Linked DNA regions of Sus scrofa: region 1 is linked to region 2. Evidence: chromatin contacts called from public HiChIP or PLAC-seq data. All regions are on one chromosome and are shown on one strand. The core of a region is the stretch at or near the end of the contact, and the rest is flanking DNA. Distances in the headings are between cores, read along the strand shown.

Region 1 (2,700 bases), core at 170-2,669, 180 kb before region 2:
AAAAAAAAAAAAAAAAAATAGTAACTTTCATTATGTCTCTGAGTGGTGGAATTTTTTTAGTGACTTTGTTTCTTTTTGCGTATCTACATATTTTAAATTTTTTCCATAAAGGCTGGTTAACATTTAGAAAATTATTCAAAACCCTTAAAAAAAAAAAAAAGCTATAAATGATGCCATATCCACTGGCTCCGTCCCTGCCAGCCCCAATTCCTCAACTGAACAGTCTTTTACATGGCAATACATCAGGGTGCTCTAATCATGAAATACAGAAAATTGCCCTTATAGCTAATCTCAAGAAATGGCTCTGCTTCTTCAAGTCCATTAATATTTGAAGAATGAATGAATGAACGAATCTACTCTGCTTTCAAATGACAAGAACTAAGCAACCGACCAAGACTACTTTCACAGAGACAAATCTGAGACTCAAGCCCAAAAACAACACAGGTCTGCATTGTCCTGTAAGACACACTGGCTACTTAAATGTAAATTAATTAAATACGGAGCATCTCCATTTTCACAGAAAGATCCCACTTTACTCCCCCCACCACTTCTCTCCTGCTTTACGTGATCTCTGCACCCAATATGTGGTTATATATATATTTATATGATTTCTTACTCTTCTACGTGATTTTGCTGCCAACTGTCTTTGCAGAACAATTCAGGGTATCAGTACTTAGAAATACCTCTCTGTCTAGATTATCCTGTTGCTGGGGGCAGCTCAACCTTCGTTTTTTCAGAGTGCACGTAATTCATGTAACCCTCACAACAAATGAAATTCGTAACATTTTCCAGTTTCCAAAGAGGACAGTGCAGCCAGGAGAGATTAAGTGACCCGTGCAGGGTTTGTACCGAGGGCCAGAACCCCAGCCTGCGCGGTCCTCCGATTCCCCGCCGGGCCGAACCCTCATCCGGGCTGGAGATGCCGGGGCAGCGCCGCGAGACTTCGCCGCACCACGCGTAGCACCCACCCAAAACCATAACCACTTTACGAGTGAAATACAGATGCAATGTTTTGAACAGTCGGTCTTTGCCACTTGAGAAAGGCCTTCTCTGGGAGAGCACCTCGCGATCCCCGGCCGGCCAAGCCTCTCGATCGTCCGTTCAGGCGACGGGCCCGGGCGGGGCGAGGTGGACGGCGCCGAAAGCTCGGGCAGGACAGCGGATCGGGCACCGGGTCCCCGGCTGGCAGCGGTTTTCACGCTTCGGCCTGAGGGTTTTAGCAAAGCTCTACGCGACCCCGATCCCCCGCGCGCCCTTACCTGCCGCTGAGCACAAAGCTTGAGCTCGCCGGGCAGTCTCCGCGCTCGGCGCCACCACCGCGCAGAGAACAGGCCGGAGCGCAGCCGGGATTGGCCGCTGGGCGGGAGGACTCGGGGGAGCGCGGGGTCGGGGAGCCAGAGGGAGGGGCGAGGGGAGGGGCGAGGGGAGGGGCGGGGGAGAGGGGAGGGGGGAGGGGGAGGCGGGGCCGTGAGGGGCGGGGTCCCGCCTCAAGCCTCCTCCTGGGAGGGCGTGGCCCCAGCACCTTCTGGCGCAATGGGACTCGAAGGGCTGGCTGGGACCTTCTCCCCGCTCGGGTATCCCGCCCAGCTCGTGCCCTGTCGCTGCGCTCTGCTCCGCCGGGCGAGTGGGCCCAGGGCTCTCGTCCACAGGGGAGAGGGAGCCCTGGACCCAAGTTCGGGGCCTTCAGCAGCCTCGCAGGCCAGTCATGGTGTGCTCTGTCCTCTTAGTGGTGGGCATAGCAGCCCCTTGCTCCGCTCTACTCCTGCCCCATGGAACCCACTAGATCCTTTCTGGGTTAGGAGCCCCAGTGCCCCGGAAAACAGGCAGCGAAGGGCTCTGTGTGTGTGTGTGTGTGAAAATACACATAAAACTTCCATCTTAACCTTTTTTTTTTTTTTTTTTTGTCTTTTGTCTTTTTAGGGTGGCACCTGCAGCATGTGGAGGTTCCCAGGCTAGGGGTCAAATCGGAGCTGTAGCCGCCAGCCTACGCCACAGCAGCGCTGGGTCCGAGCCATGTCTGCAACCTACACCACCCCACAGGCAATTCCAGATCCTTAACCCACTGAGCGAGGCCAGGGATGGAACCTGCGTCCTCCTGGATGCTAGTCGGGTTCTCCTTAACCACTGAGCCATGATGGGAACTCCCATCTTAACCATTTTTAAGTGTATAGTTCAGCGGCATTAAATACGTTCACATTGTGCAAAACCCACCACTATCCATCCCCACAAGCGCTTTTATCTCGTTACCAAATATAAGTTCGTGTTCCTGGTGCACAGTGAGGTCAAACAAACGGAAAGATCAGAGTTTCCAGCAGAGGAAGGTTTATTGCAGGGCCATGCAAGGAGACTGGTGCTCCCAAACTCCCTAACTCTTTGCGGGGCTTCAGCAAAGCACTTTTTTGGGGGGAGGGGGGTGTCTTTTTTGCCATTTCTTTGGCCGCTCCTGCAGCATATGGAGGTTCCCAGGCTAGGGGTCCAATCAGACAGTAGCCTCCGGCCTACACCACAGCCACAGCAACGCGGGATCCGAACCACGTCTGCAACCTACACCAGAGCTCACGGGCAACGCCAGATCCTTAACCCACTGAGCAAGGCCACGGATCGAACCGGCAACCTCATGGTTCCTAGTCGGATTCATTAACCACTGCGCCACGACGGGAACTCCCTCAGCAAAGCACTTTTAAACGCAAGGTGAGGGAG
Region 2 (2,700 bases), core at 46-2,545:
GCTAACACTTACCAAATGCCATGTGCCAGGCCCTGGGGCTTGCACTTGACAGACTCCGCATCTTAACAACACCCCGGTGAGAGAGGTGCTGTCACGATGCGGATTTTACGGATGAGAAACGCGCAACAGCAGAGGGGGACTCGGAGCTCGGGTCTGACTCCAAAGCCAGGGCTTTTGATAACTTCTCCAAATTGTCCTCAAGGAAAAAGGGGGGTCAGTCCCCAAGCCCCCATGACTCTAATCATCCCTCTTCAACGTCCCAGATGTAGAGGATTCAAACAGCCTTCACCTTTTGCAATTTTAGAAACAGGCCAAGTTGTAAGCCCCCACCCCTACGCCCTTACAAGAGTCGGGTGGAGAAGAGAAGGCCAGGGGCCGGCTGACCGCGGGAAAATTCAGACCAGAGCCCAGAGCTTAGGAGGGAAGCCCATCTGGACTTAAGGGGCAGGGACCTAAATGTTTCAGAACGAGAACAGAAGAGCCCCACGGAACCGAAAACCAAGTCAGCAGAAGGCGGCAGACAGAAGTGCACCCAGCGCTGGTGCAGAGGAAGCTGTCACGCTCGGTTTCATCTTCTCTGCCGCAGCCACAGAGGGAGCAGCCGGAACCCACAAGAGCTGCAGGGCGAAACCAGAGCTGACGCTACCCCTCGGCTCCGACGCCGCGGGCAGAGGCGCGCAGCGCGGTTCCCACGCCGTCTCGTTCGGTTAACCGCACAAAGGACCGCAGAGGCTGGAAGGCCCCGAGCAGAGGCTGGGAGGTTCTCGGCGACCCGCGTGGGAGCCTTTCTCGGGCCGCTACCAAGTGCACAGCGCACTCCGGCGACGCGCGGCCGGGCGGCCGGGCGGCCGGGGCGGGGGGCCCCGCCGCCTAATCGCCGCCCGCACTCAGGTCGGCGCCCGGTCCCGCCGCGCCCGCCGGCCTCCCGCTCTCATCTGCGCCCCGCCCGCGCGGCCGCCCGGCCTCACCTGCCCAGCTCCCGGCCCGGGCTCAGGCTGTAGCTGTCCTGGAAGGGCTCGGTGCGCACGGCGGTGCGGATCTCCGTCAGCAGCCCGCGGGCCGGCGGCGGCGGCCGGCGCGGCGTGCTCGGTCCCCGGCTGGCCCGGCCCGAGCCGGAGGCGGCGGCCGGGGAGGAGTCGCCGCTGCCCGGCTTCTCCAGAGGAATCATGGCGCTCGGGCGCGCCGGCTTTCTGGCCGCCCGGCTCGCTCCGAGCTGCCGGCGGGTAACGGCCCCGCCTCCAGCAGCCTCCAGCCGGTCGGAGAGAAGCAACCGCTCTCCTCCGCGCCGCGCTCGGACTGGGAGGGCCGGCTCCCCGCGGTCCGGCCCCGCCGGCGCCCGGCCCCGCCCCGCGCCCGGCCCCGCCCCCGCATCCGGCCCCGCCCCCGCCCCCGAGGGCGGTCCAGAGCGCCATGTGCCTTACGCGCGCCCTCTGCAGCCGAGGGGGAGAAGGTGCAGCCTGGCGCCTGGCGAGGGGCCTCGCGCCGGACGCCGCAGTCTAGAGGCGACCAACAGCACCACCCTTCTGGCTGGAGGACCCGCTGCGTCAGCCGGTCACGCACCTGCGGATCATCTTAGTTCAGATCAGGTGAATGCAAGGCAAAGAGCTGCCTGCCAGAGCTTCACCCCGCCTTACCTTGGTAGAGTGAGGACTACCACTCAGATCAGGGCTGCTGGAAGCAGGGCTGCGTGGAAGTAGCCCCGGGCAGCGGGCTCCTGCTTAAGTTGAGGAGGAGCATGAAGAGGCAAGAGTTGAGTAAATATTTTAAGCCCTTACACGAGTCCCATGAAATAGGCGCTATTATACTGACTGTGGTCTTCTATATTTAACTTCCAAGGTGCTCTTTTCCGGTCTTGTGGCTTTAATTACAACCGTATGCTCATGACTACAAAATTTGTAGCTCCAGCTTCCAACCATTCTCTGAACTTCAGACTCATGTATTCAAGTATACACCTAGCATCACCAGTTAGATGGCAAATTAGAATCTCAGACTTAACAAGCAAAAGGCAGCTCCTGATCGTCCTTCGCAAATGCGCTGTTTCCCCAGCCAGTTTCCCTTCCTCGGTAAACAGCAGCTCCATCCTTCCAGAGATTCAGGCCAAAAACCTTGTTTCTCTCATACCCCTCATTCAACTTGTTAGTAATTCCTCTTGCCTTTGCCTTCAAAATACATCCAGAATATATTTTGAAATACATTCAAAATACATCAGATCACATCTTTCCATTTCCACATTACTGCAATTAGCATTACCTCTCGTCTGGATTATTGTGAGAGCTTGTTAACTGGATTACCTGCTTCCATACTTCCTCCTCCCCAGTTCCATATAGTTTAGTTTCAAGGCAATCAGAATGACCTTTTAAAAATCTAAATCAGGAGTTCCTGTCGTGGCGCAGTGGTTAACGAATCCGACTAGGAACCATGAGGTTTCGGGTTCGGTCCCTGCCCTTGCTCAGTGGGTTAACGATCCGGCGTTGCCGTGAGCTGTGGTGTAGGTTGCAGATGCAGCTCGGATCCCGCGTTGCTGTGGCTCTGGCGTAGGCCCGTGGCTGCAGCTCCGATTAGACCCCTAGCCTGGGAACCTCCATATGCCTCGGGAGCGGCCCAAGAAATAGCAAAAAGACAAAATAAATAAATAAATAAATGAATAAATAAATAAAAATCTAAATCAGATCACCTCACTGCTCTGCTCAAAGCGTGCCA

The links. HiChIP or PLAC-seq counts read pairs in DNA pulled down with a chosen protein or histone mark.
Region 1: a contact with region 2 is called in an H3K27ac HiChIP or PLAC-seq map of alveolar macrophages. The contact joins the promoter of BLVRA here to the promoter of STK17A in region 2. A contact is called at or near these places in 1 of 47 Hi-C or Micro-C datasets (skeletal muscle) and 2 of 2 datasets of contacts at active chromatin or transcription factors (alveolar macrophages and skeletal muscle).

What each region holds. Positions count from the first base shown.
Region 1 is chr18:51,184,074-51,186,773 of Sscrofa11.1, forward strand. It overlaps BLVRA (biliverdin reductase A), which reads right to left and starts at 1,420. Exons shown (of 8, transcript XM_003134889.4): 1 at 1,260-1,420.
Region 2 is chr18:51,360,886-51,363,585 of Sscrofa11.1, forward strand. STK17A (serine/threonine-protein kinase 17A) reads right to left here and starts at 1,296. Exons shown (of 7, transcript XM_021078536.1): 1 at 969-1,296. The coding sequence starts at 1,168.